Regions from separate parts of the Zea mays genome. Here all the other regions are linked to region 1. A link is a contact called in public Hi-C data. All regions are on one chromosome and are shown on one strand. The core of a region is the stretch at or near the end of the contact, and the rest is flanking DNA. Distances in the headings are between cores, read along the strand shown.

Region 1 (4,511 bases), core at 1,331-3,830:
TATGTTTAATATAGAAAACCTGTAGACTGTGTGTTTGACATAATTTTTACAGGGATAAAGGTGGGAGCATATCCTGTACGCAAAGAAGTCATGTGCTCCCAGGCACAAAATGCATCCAGCCGATCCGTTCTGTATCTAACGGTGTTATGACATTTTTGCAAATAAGTCTTCCCACGCTTCCCACATTAGTGTTGTTCATTAAAAAAACCCCGGTACGCCCCTTCTCCCCAAACAGCAGGCAAACGCATCCCAACGCTAGTGCTGTTCTATTTATATGTGTTAATGTTATCCAAATAAAGCCTCAGTATTTTGCTTTTGAATGTAAACTGAGCTACTATATTTTCTGAATGTTGCTGCCTTAGGGCATCACCAAGAGACTAGTTAAATGTTGCTGCTGTTTGGAAAGAAGGGGTGTCGGATTTTTTTTGAAAAAAAAGAACATCACTTAGCGTGGGGAGCGTGGGTAGTGGAAGACCTTATTTGTAAAAAGACCACAACACCGTTGAATATTGGACCGATGGGTTGGATGCATTTTGCGCATGGAAGCACCGGCATCCTTTGCGTACAGGATATGCTCCACTGCTCCTTTATATGAACGAGTGGATGGCAACCGATTGAGTAATTAACTTCCAATCGTAAAAAAAAGCAGCAGAGACCATTACTTTGAGACGACTGTTAATAGGCGGTCTTAAATATTCTCCACGGAATTTCATGGCTACAGGGATAGGATGGTGATAGTGAGGGTGTGACAGGCCACAAGCAGCAGCAGAGACAATTGTCAATGACGCTTTATATTTTTCCGTATGGATATAAATAGAGATTCGGGGTGAAGACTGTCAGATCAAGCAGGACCACGACTAGATCTGAAAATTTGGGCTGACCATTTTGGGTCGTCCACGGCCTAAAAATAGAACCTCAAAAAAACATGGCCCGACATGTCTCAAATTATTGTGCTGTGACTCAACACGATTAGATGGCCTACGCTGAGGCTGGCACACCAAGAAGTGAGACACGAATTAGTAAACTAACATTATGGTTATTTTATGCTCCAATAATTTTAACTGCTTTATACAAGTTATAGGAAACATCGATTCTTATATTCATCTTAGTAGAATATATGTTCTTATTATAAACATATATGTATATAGCAATTTTGAGTCACGTTGCATGACATAACAATCTATTTTTAATTGCTTTCTCTTGCTCTTATGATTTTTTAAATCTATAATAAAGCTATGAATAATTTGAAGTTATATATTTTTCAGCCCTAACGACGACTATGGAGCTTGCCTTGGCATCTTGACAAGGACCTACCTTCCTATTTGGTTGGCTGCTAATTAAAACTTGGTATACCACATTAATTAATTCTAGGCATGTGTGTTTTGTTTCACATTATAAAGTGGGATTTGTCAAACTTTGTTACGAATAGCAGGTTCTTAGTAATTTACACACGTCGGTTGGTTGGGCCTGGACGAAGGAAGGATTTGTACAGATCAGATGAGAGAGTTTTGAGTTTGCAACTATGAACTATGTACTACTATCTATCTCTTTCGACCAAGAGATGAAAAGCAAAACATAACTAAGCTAAACTACTAGCTCGTCGTCGTAGCTGTCGTAGTTGTCGTCGTCGTCATCCTCCGTATCGACCGTGAGCTGAGGGCCAAGATATGGCGCCCCGGCGACGGTGAAACCCTCGGGCAGGTCCGTCTCTTCCAAGACAGCGAAGCCCGGGAGGGACGGGACGGGGACGTCGGTGAAGTAGGTGGAGGGGCGGCCGTGGTCCTCCGAGTAGGGCGGCGTGAGCACGTCGAGGATGGCGCAGGGCGTGACGGCGGTGAAGGCGTGCAGGTTGCCGCCGCTGCGCGGGAAGAGGACGGACGCCGGGCAGGGCGCCCGGCGCACCACGTCCGCGGCCACCACCCTGGCCAGGCCACGTTTCCTCCTCCTGGGCGGCGACGGCGAATTATCAGGCGGCGCGGCGACCCAGTCGTAGGAGCGCACGCGCACGGAGCCGTACAGCAGCTTGCTGAGCACTACCATCTCCGGGTGGTCGTGCAGCGGCAGCGTCGCGCCGGCCGGGAAGCAGAAGACGCCAATCTGCGTGATGAATGCACGAGCAGGGACGCGGGGGAATCGGTCAGATACGAAGCACAACAACACAAAACTGACTCCAGCTAGGTAGCTAGCTAGCTTTACCGAGAAATCGTCGCACTGGTGTATGTGCACGTAGGTGATCCGCGTGAACGCCGGCGCCGGCAGGAGGAGGTCGTCGTCGGACGAGGACGAGGACGACGTCGGCTTCTCCCCGTCGTCGATCCCGACGTCGGCTGCTTCCACGCCATCTGAAGCAGAGGAAAAAAAACATTAATTAATTTATATTGACCGGGCGGCCAGGCGGCGAACAAGGCAGAGGTAGTAAACTGACCGAGGATGTTCTGCAGCCATGTGATGTCCCCGAGCGTGGGCGCCACCGGCGGCGAGGAGAAGACGACGTCGCAGGCGTCGTAGAGGCGCTGCACCTTGCTGAGTGCCATGATGTGCGGCGGGAGCGCCATGGTGGTGGTGGTGAGCTGTTGCGATGGAATTGCGGTCGTCGTGGTGATTTCATTTATAAAGCTTTAACGTGGTGCGGCATGGCCCGTGGGGTGGTCTGGACTCTGGATGCCGCCCAAACCGTGGTCGCGTGCGTCCCAGCCAGCCAGCCAACCCCGGGGCACTGCCCTGCTGTTTCTGACGGCGCTGCCTGCCTTGGCTGTTCGCGCGCCCCCTTTTTTCGTTTCCTGACAAAAAGTCTAAAACTAAAAACAACTTGCTGCACTGAACTTGTGTTCGGTCGCTTGGGATCTCGACAGCGTCCACTTTGGGGTTCGAGTTTTGTACATGTAGCGCCCGTCCACTCGATTGATAATTCTTTCTTTGTTTTTTTGGTTTGTTTTGGTCTGTTCAGATTTATTTCGGGAATGGTTTAATCCCACTTGCCAAGCACTACTATACCTTGTTAGCAAAGTTGTAGTATCTTGATAAAAGTCAGGATTTGAGCGTGATGTTTTCAACAGCTGAAGCATACGGTTCTTTTTTTTTTAAAAAAAAACATCTAGTCTAATACGGAGTATTGTATACGGCACGAATCCTATCCACAGAGGCGAAAAGACAAGTTATTCCACGCGCCTCTGCCAGTGGTAAGAACCGCTGCAACGGAAAAGCTGTGATGTGGGGTGGTGGCGGCGGTAGAGCAGCAAACATGGGCCGGCGCGTTGGTATGGATGCGCATGCATGCGCTGTGCCCAACACACAGGCCGACAGGCGCCCACGTGCCACTAGGGTGCTAATGGATTATGATCCAAATAATTTTTCATAAACTGTTAAGACTCTAAATAAAGTTTAATTAAAAAATAAATAAAAATAGAGTTTAATACTAACCTGATTCGATCATTAAATCTTTAGAGTCATTATCACCCTACGTGCCATCTATCACACCTAGCCTAGCTCATGCCATGGATGGATACACTTTATTATCTAGCCCGCTCCAGATATCCAATCCGGACGAAACGGCAAAAGAGGCCCAAAATACGATGGCCTGCCCAACATGGAAAAGTAGGGGAAAAAAAGAGAAGACATTTTTTTCTCACAAATTTCGGTGAAACAATGAAGAAAAGAAACTCCTAAACTATAGTGATCTATTAGGACAGCTGACAAACGTTTGTATCACCCGAAAATGAAAGAAAGAAAGAAAGAAAGAAAGAAAAAAGGTCTCAGGCTCAGAGCTTGCGCGCGAGCTGGATGAGCAAGTTGGCTTTCCTCTGCGCCCTGCTGGTGCCGTTCTTGGCGATCCTGGAGAGGTCCTCGTGGAGTCCGAACCTGAGCCCGTGCACCAGCAGCGGCCTGTTGTTGCTGCCCAGCTCCAGCAGCACCGACAGCGCGCACTCCTTGTTCTTGGGCGTGCCGTCCTTGATCAGCCGCACCAGCCTCTCCACGAACGCCGTCGTCCCGATCTCCGCGCGGCACGCCGCGTGCGACGACAGCACCAGGAAGATGGACAGCGCCTCGTCCACCATGCCCAGCGCGCTGTCGTCCATCACCCCGATCAGCGCCGCCACCACGCCCGCCTGCGTGGCCCGGACCTTGTTCTGCGGGCTCAGCACCAGGTTGAAGATGGCCGTGGCCGCGTCCTTCTTCCCGCGGGCGGTGCCGCTGCTGCGCAGGAGCTCCACCAGCGGGGCCAGCCCGCCCAGGCTCCCGATCGCCGCCTTGTTCTCGTCCAGCATCGACAGGCTGAACAGCGTCGCCGCCGAGTTCTCCTGCGCCTCCGGGCTGCCGTTCCGCAGGATCTCGATCACCAGCGGGATGGCGCCTCCCCTCGCGATCAGGGCCTTGTTCTTGTCGTCGATGGACAGGTTCAGCAGCGACGTCACCGTGTTCTCCTGCGCCTTCTTGTCGGGGCACGCCAGCAGCCCGATCAGCGCCGGGATGCCGCCGCTGTCGACGATCAGCGCCCGGTTCTCGGGGCACTC
Region 2 (4,511 bases), core at 652-3,151, 390 kb after region 1:
GGCATGGCGTGACTTTGATGACATGGATCTTGGCACTGAGTTACCCTATACTGCTCGATCATTCTCTTCTCTCCTATTTGTTCATCGCCTCTCGCTGTCGTGCAGTTGGACTTGGTGTCACCCCTTTCCCATCCGTGCCTCGTGCCACGCCTTCTCTAGCCCCTAAAACCCACCACTTTGATTCCTGCATCATCTCGCCCATCGCTCGAGCCTTAACGTCGACTCTTGTTTGTCGCTTCAGACCTTGCACCACCTCCATCCGGTGAGGGTGATTTTTTGTTGATAGATAAATTAATATAGTAACATAAACATGTTAGTTACGGTAGTTAGTCAGGTAGGTATTTTCTAGTTAGTTTATTAGGTAAGTTTTAGTAACTTGATATTTAGGTAGTGAACACGGCGATACTAGTTAGTGAGTAGTTTTTGTAGTATTTAGTTTCATTTAGTTGCTTCTATCCAAATATGTTTGCTATTATTAAATTTGGTTCTATGTATGGTTCGCTACATGAAATATATGGATAATCTAGTAACTATATACCATTCGAGGTAGTGGACAAAAATAATTATGTAAATATTGAACTTATCAAGATGTAAAGCGAGTGTGTGATATTCAGTGATCGAGCATTCTCTGGTGAGTTAATTGCTAGAGGTAGGTAGGAGTTACATTTTAACGAAAATGTGGATGATATCTTAGTTGATAGGGCTGCTTCACTTGGGTTTGAAATATCAATTGTAAGGCACATGCCCTCAATTTTGTGTTGCGGTTTCTCTCCTCACCAGAAATACATTACTTCCCTACAACAATTAGATTTGGGATCTGCATCACGGAAGTTAGATTTTTATTTGTATGAGTTATTCAATTTTAATTATTTAAGTGATGCAATTTTTATTTGTTTTATGAATTGTGTAATTTTTAAGTAATTCAATTTTTATTTTTCTCATATAGCATGAATTATTTATTTTCAAGTATCGTATTTTTAAATCTTTTTATGAACTATGTAATTTTTATTTGCTTATTTATATATTCAACAATGTTTCATTTGCAATATAAATCTGTAAAAAAGCGATGTGATGTTGAGGTGAGCTTACGATGTTCGATAGTGCGATCGGTAATGTGATTGATGGTTGGAGTGGGTGTTAAGGGCCATTGCCTATAGGATGTTTGGTATAGCTTTTCTCCACTCTATAGCAGTTCTGCTTCAAAACTTTAGATGTAGTAGCTCTAAATGAATGTAATGAAGATCAATCTGACCTTGCTTTATACATAATAACTTGAACTTGCTTTATATATAATAAGATTATGCACATGAAGAATTTAGAATGTACCCGCCATTGGTATTGGCTATGAGAAAACAATATATGTCGTTTTTAAGAATTTTATAGCAGTAAAGGAGCTACTCCAAATCATTGTTACTTTTATCTCTCAAAACTTTATGGTGTTTGTAATGTTGGAGTTAGATTGTTTAGCTGACTGTGGTTAGATTTTTTCTCTTAATTTTTGCTCCAAACACAACTATTTTACCACGTCTATTAAATTTTCTAGAGCTAGCGAGAGAATACCCGAAACAAGGCGTGAGGAACAGAGGAGTACCCGAACGGGTAGAGACGGTGACCACGAGACATATGACGTGGGCACTGATGCACGTCATGTCATAGGCAATACCGTAGATTCCGCCCATATCAACATCTGAACCATACAGCCACACCTGACGATCCCAATCTTCCTTCTCACTGCCGATGGGGTCCACCCCGCCGATTCCTGAAACAAAACTGGTTGCGATGATCTGTCATCAAACCGAAGGAGATCCGCACATACGTACAATTGTACAGTACAGTAGAGAAACTGGTCCCACTAGTACACTACCCCTGCTGTCAAGAGCAGCCTGACAGTGACAGATCACGCCTCTCCAGCTCCCCGTTTTATAAAAACAAAACAAACAAAAACAAATCTTACCTGTCGTTGCTCTCCGCCGCCACCAGTGCCCGTAGCGCTCGCCGCCGCCGCCGCCGCCGCCACCAATGGAGAGCCTCCGGCTCGCCGTCACCCACCGACCGGCTCTCCCTCTCCCGACCTCCCATAGCCACCTCCGCCGCCGCCATCTGCACCTCCACCTCCACTCTTACCCCAATCCCCTCTCCCTCTCACCCCCCATCGCCTCCCACCTCTCACCTATCCCTCGCCGCCACCTGCCCCCGCTCCTCGCCTCCGCATCGGCCTCTCAAGCGAGCTCTAAGCCGGCGGCGTCGGCGGCATCTGGCGGTGCTAAACCGCTGCCCCTCTTTCTCTCGCTTGCCGCCGGCCTCGCCGTCCGCTTCCTCGTGCCGCGGCCGGCCGAGGTAACCCCAGAGGCCTGGCAGCTCCTCTCCATCTTCCTCTCCACCATCGCGGGGCTCGTCCTCGGCCCGCTCCCCGTCGGTGCGTGGGCGTTCCTTGGCCTCACAGCCACCGTCGCCACCCGCACGCTCCCCTTCACCGCCGCGTTCGGGGCGTTCACTAACGAAGTCATCTGGCTCATCGTCATATCCTTCTTCTTCGCGCGCGGCTTTGTCAAAACCGGACTCGGCGACCGCGTCGCCACGTACTTCGTCAAATGGCTGGGGCGCAGCACTTTGGGCCTATCCTATGGGCTTGCCATCAGCGAGGCTCTCATCTCCCCTGCCATGCCCAGCACCACGGCCAGGGCTGGAGGTGTTTTCCTTCCCATCGTCAAGTCGCTATCGCTCTCGTCCGGAAGCAAGCCCAACGATCCATCGGCGAAGAAACTCGGCTCTTATCTTGTGCAATCGCAGTTACAGGTAACAACGGCGCGCTTGAATGCTTGATCATGCAGTGCAGATGCATGCTGGTTTTACATTAAGATGTTACCAGTCTAATAAATCCCGCTGTTATATCAGATATTCGTTTTGGCTCTGAGCCTTTTAAATTTTGTTCCAGATAGATGAATCGGTGCATGTGCCTGCCTAGTGCTTATATCTCTAGAAGCAGAAGCATGCTGCATGCATTTTTTTTTTCTTTCGGAAATCTGATAGTGATAGCTGCATCCGTTACTGTTACACTGTTACTGTTGTTGGGGGTGAACTTCTTACATAGATTATAAGTGGGATGTGTGCCGAGTAGGAGAAAGGGGGGAGAGAAGAGAAACGGGCCCTAAGTTTACCGTCAGCTTATGCACAAGAAAAGAAAATACGTGAGACAAACAAGTGGGCCTTAGAGTAGCTAACTACTAAATAGAACGAGTTGTATTATTAGCCTTGCTTAAAACTATTGTACTCTGTAATTGTTAATATGATAGGGCCTACTAATGGAAACTGCGTCTTAAGATTATTTAGTGTCTCATAGAAATCCACACTGATGCTAATCACCACTGAATTGAAAAACCGTGTTCACTCTTGAGTGCAGTTTGAGTCATTTGATTGCATAACAGTGATTTGAAGGACTGAACAAATTGATCCTTAAAAATATTTGTTATGGTTGTTTGCCTTGTTGGTCACTTGACTCAATGCAAAGAAAGCCGTGAAACAAACATGGCATTTCTATGAATCGTAGTGCATCGTATACTAATCATTTTGCTAGTCTAGCGTTCAGCTGGCTATTTTCTGGATACAGTGATACACAGATATAGAATTATAGATACATGTGTATTCATTTTATTGCTAAAGAATCTGGTAGATTCTTGTGCATACGGCCTTAGTCTGCTACTGCACCCCCCCTGTAGATCTAGCACTGGTCAAATGTTTTTTTTCTAGTGCTGGTTGAGTGTTTGTTCACCTAATTAGTAGCCAACATCTTGCTTTAGTTATGTGATGTAATGCATTAGTAACATCAGAGTCTCATTGTTTATAGATTTCAGTTGCTACTCTATGTCCTTACCTTCTTGTTGTTTCTGTATAAGATCGTGTTTATAGTATCAATCTTGCAATTGCTCTCACCATATATGTATATGGTGTTGAAGAATTCCTTGGGAGTCTGTGTGAGTGCCTCCTTGGTTGCTCTGAAATACCAGAAGACACTGAACAAATCTATAAACTGTTTAGAATGGGTCCGTGAAGGACAGGCCTGACGCAATGATGAGAAGCCTTCCGACTGAGCCTAAGGTCTTGGGGTTAGATACAACCTCTCTGCAAAATGCAGGGGTAAGTCTTGCCTCGGTTATTCCTTTCTCAAACCCCACTCACGTGGGAGCCGTCGACGCTAGATCTGTCCTTTTTTAGAATGGGTCCATGTTGTGTGATGGTAGGAAGGGACTCTGACTAGGCAGTGCTTGTAGATGACCTGAGCTTGCTCAAGGCGGACATAGGCAAGAAGCTCATGACGTTTGGCCACAGACTTGGTCACCACAGCAACCCACGTCTCGCCTGGCTCATAGGAGTGGATGGTCGGGGGATCTCTCCCATCGAGGATTTTGAACAATGTCTCCTGGACTGAAGACTGGAAGGTGGTGGTGTAGACTTGTTCTGCTTACAGCAGGACCCTCTATGCAGCCCATAGTCATGATCGGTAATGAGGCAAA
Region 3 (4,511 bases), core at 965-3,464, 260 kb before region 1:
CATGCATGCATGCCCTTCTCCGTCCGATCGTCTGTCTGTCTAGCTGTAGCTTTGTATGGATTAGCTAGCTGATCAGCGATGGAGGAGCTAGCTGAACATATATATATGCATGCAGGGCTGAACAGGTGCGGCAAGAGCTGCCGGCTGCGGTGGACCAACTACCTGCGGCCGGACATCAAGCGGGGCAAGTTCTCGCGGGAGGAGGAGCAGACCATCCTCCACCTGCACTCCGTCCTCGGCAACAAGTGGTCCGCCATCGCCACGCACCTCCCAGGCCGCACCGACAACGAGATCAAGAACTTCTGGAACACGCACCTCAGGAAGCGCCTCATCCAGATGGGCTTCGACCCCATGACGCACCGCCCCCGCACCGACTTCTTCGCCGCGCTGCCGCAGCTCATCGCGCTCGCAGCCCTACGCGGGCAGCTGCCCGCCGACCCCGACCCGCCGCAGCAGGCCGGGACGACGGCGGCGGCTCTCGCCGGTCTCATCGGCGCCCTCTGCTCGCCGCAACTGACGCTCCTCGACACCACCACCACTACTACCGCTGCTGCTGCCCCGCCGGTGGTGTCGTCGTCGTCCGCGGACGACGATGCCGCCCACCAGTACTACTTACCGCGCACCACGTTCCCCGACGCGCCCGGCAGCGGTGAAGCTGCCCACCAGCGGCAACAGCAAGCAGCAGGCCTCATCAGCTATGGCCGACGACCCGACGACGACGACGGCGGTGATGTTGACGTGTTCGCGTGCTACGGTGCTGGCGGTGGTGGAAGCTCGCTGCCGCCCCTGACCGACCTCTCCGACGACGCAGCCACCCTGCTGCAGGTGGACACGGCGTCGTCCCAATTCGGTAGTGGCGGCTCCATCCCGCTCCTCCCTTGGCCGGAGTTCTTCCCCGACGATCCATTCATCACTGATTTCCTATGACATCGTCGACACACTGTATATTTGCTCGATCGTCGTGCAATATCGTACTACATGCGGATCTATATATGTACGTCGTATCTCCCTCTGAACTTTGTAAGCTTTGCGTACTGTACACACACAAACATATACGTGCATTCCTTTCAGAACAGTTGGAAAGTGTGCAGAGCAGGGTCGACTGAGGCTTTTCCCTCCCTTTTCTGTTTCTGCTTTTGTTGGCGACCAAAACTTCCTAACAGTAGGGCCTAGCTCTCATATGTCTTTCACACAGCGTCAATGCGTGTAAAGTCAAAAAGTCAAATGTAAACATATCCTATCCGCATGACGTCTTATAACTAGGTTGACAATAGACTCTAAATTTTACACTCTAAAATTTGATGATCAGATGAGATTATAGTGTCAGGCTCTATTTCTATTCAATTTTAAACTAAATACCGTTTGAAAACCGGAGCTTTTTTTCTAAAAAAACAGTGGAGTTGCTATAAGGAGCTCTCAAACGGTGTCCTGGACTCCTCAGGTCCTCCTATGTTCCTAAGATGGACCCCCTCGGCGCCCCCCTCGGCATCTCCCTGACAGGATGAAGGGCGGGCACACCCCAGCCGCATCCAACGAGGCAACGACGCTCCCTCTCGCGGGGGAGGGGGGAGGAGAGAAGAATTTCCCCTTCTACACTAATCAATGATAATAATTGCGAAATTAACTATTTTTAGTTTAATTAGCAGATAACAATATGTATTACGGTACTATAAATATGATAGTATTTTTAAAACTTTAAAAACTAACATATAAAAGACAAATAACCTAGTTCAAGAGTCAAGGGGGAGTTGAATAAGGGAACGGTTGGAGAGGAGAATAAACAGAGAAAAATGGTTGAGGGTGAAAATGATTAAGAGTGAGATATTTAAATATGAATAGAAAGTACGAATACGAGGAATTTAGGAAGGTAATGGTTGGAGATAGCCTAAGGTTATTTCTAGCTAAGCGTGTAATATATGTGTAATATATGCATGTATAATACTGTTTTGTACTGCACAGTAAATTATTTATAGAGTGAAATTTAAAATAAAAACCGAGATACGTTGTGTGACAGAGAGCTGGAGATACGACGGACCAAATTTCAAAGATGCAACTCAACACAGCATTTCGTAGTGTTCTGTCGGCACATCGCCTGGCAGTGTTCTGCAGCTTCATGGCGAGAAAGCACGTCGCCTGGCCGACCATGCGTTTCAGTTTTGAGAAACAAATACGTTCAAATGCTGCGTAGCGTAGCGTAGGCTTAAGAAGGTCATGTTCTGTTGAGTTTCAGCTTTGAGATTTGGATTGTCACGTAATTCGTTTCCCTGTCCTCCCCCTCTCGCTGAGCTGAGCCCACCTACTCCCTCCCACCACTTGCATTCACACACTCGATTCCGCTGCTCTCTCCCTCTTCCTCTCCCCCGCGGCGGAGCCATAAACCCTAGGCCTCGCCGTCGTCGGAGGCGCCGCCGTGATGTCGCACTTTGGAAGGACGGGTCCGCCGGACATCCGCGACACCTTCTCGCTGCTCGTCCTCAACATCAGCTTCCGTGAGCGAGACCTAACCCTAGCCCCCGCCCCCTTCCCTCTGTCTCTAACCGCTTCCTTCTCATATTCGTCTTCACCCTCTGCTCAGGAACCACGGCCGACGACCTTTTCCCGCTCTTCGAGCGCTGCGGCAAGGTCGTCGACGTCTTCATCCCGAGGGACCGCAGGTCAGGCGTCGGTTTGAATTCTCGGGCCGGTGCTTCGATGACTGTTTCCTCACGCTTCGTTTGTCGGTGTCCTCGCAGGACCGGGGACTCGAGGGGTTTTGCGTTCGTGCGGTACAAGTACGCCGACGAGGCGCAGAAGGCTATAGATCGGCTCGATGGTGGTTTTTTTTTTCGACTGTGCTCCACATGTGGGGATTTTGGAGCTTCTATTTTTGATAATTGTAGATTTTTTGGGTGCAGGCCGTAATGTGGATGGGAGGAACATCATGGTGCAGTTTGCAAAGTACGGCCCCAATGCTGTGCCAATGTGAGTAGGCACACCTGTATGTTGATAACCTGTTACCTGTGTTGTTTATGTAGTTATCATGACAATAAGAAGCATGATATTTATCTCATTTTGTTGTGGACCACTCTTGATTTGAGGTGACAATAATTATATGCTAACAGCAAGGAATATGATTAGGTTGATGCGTCTTGGTTTTTTATTTGTCTGAGATCTTGCTGACGGTTGATGCCTGATTATCTATCTCTTGTTACCCAAACATGTTTTGGTTAATCTTCTGAGATTAGCATACCAATGTACTAGTTATGCTTTGTTACCCAAACATGAATGAAGGACATACCTGGCACAGTGGTGAGAAGCCTTCCCACTGAGCCGAAGGCCCTTGGTTCGACGCAGCCTCTCTGCAAAAGAGGCAGGGGTAAGGCTTGCCTCAGTTATTCCTTCCCCAGACCCCACTCATGTGGGCCAACACTGTGTCTGTCCTTGATAATGTGATTGAACATTTTGGAGTTTGTTTGTTCTTAGTTTCTTAGTTCAAGACTACTAAAATAAGACTCGAAACAAAATCAGCAAAACTCTTGCCGTTCTCTGTATGTTTTCCCTTTTTTGGTTACAGCACATGAAATAGGTTGAGAGAATTAATTGTCAAATAATTTGTATGAACAGTCGAGCATTGTCTATCTAGCTTTAAGATATATAGCACGTTTTTCGTATGGTAAAATCCCAGTACCAGTACAATACTCATTATGTACATATAGTATGCCATATGCATTTATGGGGTAGCTTGTGTAAAACAGTCTGTTTAGCTAAACATATACAACTCAAAGACAACAATTGCATTCACTCATGTACTAGGTTCTGTTAGTTTTTCTTCTTCTTGAATTTATTTATCTCCTGAAGCTGTGTGCAAGAGAGTGTATGCATCCATTTATCTTATCCTCTACCTATTTCATTCAGGTCACCAAAGTTTGTCCCTGCTTTGTTTTTTTTGTGTCTGTAGCCACAAAGGAAGGGTCAAAGAGGGGGTTGAGAAATCAAGAGACAGGTCAAGGAGCCGTAGTCCAAGGCCAAGGTGAAGACTTTAGTTCCTTCCACATTATGTCCAGCATTACTTTAAATCATCTTTTATGGTAACCCCCCTATATATACATATATGTGCTCTGGTAAGTAACCCTCTCTCCAGGCCTCTGCTGTAGACATAGACTTCTTTCTCTGCAAGTAAGTGTCTACTTGATTACTGTCTTTGCTTTTGTTGCAGAGAGGCAATCTGTCGGTATTAACACTGCTTTCACCTTATTTGCAGAGAAGCATTATTTCTAATATGTCAATTTAACATATCCTTAACTGCCTTCATTTTGGCTTACTATCAGCAGTCTAGGCAACTTATAGTGCATGCATTGTTTTAACTAGGCACAGAGACAGAGATGATAGAAGGCGAAGTCGCAGCAGGAGCAGGAGCAGAGAAAGGCATGTCCATGATAGAGATAGGGACTATCGTCGTCGGAGCAGAAGTAGAAGCCGAAGTATGAGTTCAAGCCCTGACCACAAAAGTCATCGTAGAGCAAGAGATGATG

The links. Hi-C and Micro-C count contacts between places; a contact is called where the count stands out from the background.
Region 2: a Hi-C map of ear shows a contact between it and region 1, with 3 times the contacts expected there. The contact joins the promoter of LOC541644 here to the promoter of LOC100280802 in region 1. A contact is called at or near these places in 5 of 25 Hi-C or Micro-C datasets (bundle sheath, ear, endosperm and 2 more).
Region 3: a contact with region 1 is called in a Hi-C map of ear, with 2.4 times the contacts expected there. The contact joins the promoter of LOC100191156 here to the promoter of LOC100280802 in region 1. A contact is called at or near these places in 3 of 25 Hi-C or Micro-C datasets (ear, endosperm and leaf).

Annotation. Positions count from the first base shown.
Region 1 is chr1:186,344,337-186,348,847 of Zm-B73-REFERENCE-NAM-5.0, reverse strand. It overlaps LOC100280802, which reads right to left and starts at 2,580. Exons shown (of 3, transcript NM_001367141.1): 1 at 2,426-2,580; 2 at 2,197-2,342; 3 at 1,517-2,097. The coding sequence starts at 2,555. The coding sequence ends at 1,585. It overlaps LOC103641388 (U-box domain-containing protein 15), which reads right to left. Exons shown (of 3, transcript XM_008664748.3): 3 at 3,602-4,511. The coding sequence ends at 3,759. LOC103641349 (RNA cytosine-C(5)-methyltransferase NSUN2) reads left to right here. Exons shown (of 17, transcript XR_560270.4): 16 at 1,266-1,347; 17 at 1,433-1,579.
Region 2 is chr1:185,950,503-185,955,013 of Zm-B73-REFERENCE-NAM-5.0, reverse strand. LOC541644 (plastidic general dicarboxylate transporter) reads left to right here and starts at 1,901. Exons shown (of 4, transcript NM_001111399.2): 1 at 1,901-2,796. The coding sequence starts at 2,020.
Region 3 is chr1:186,607,737-186,612,247 of Zm-B73-REFERENCE-NAM-5.0, reverse strand. LOC100191156 (arginine/serine-rich splicing factor SC32 transcript II) reads left to right here and starts at 2,214. Exons shown (of 8, transcript NM_001136592.1): 1 at 2,214-2,489; 2 at 2,576-2,654; 3 at 2,733-2,812; 4 at 2,895-2,961; 5 at 3,938-4,009; 6 at 4,348-4,511. The coding sequence starts at 2,414. It overlaps LOC100382484, which reads left to right. Exons shown (of 2, transcript NM_001175223.1): 2 at 116-1,074. The coding sequence ends at 927.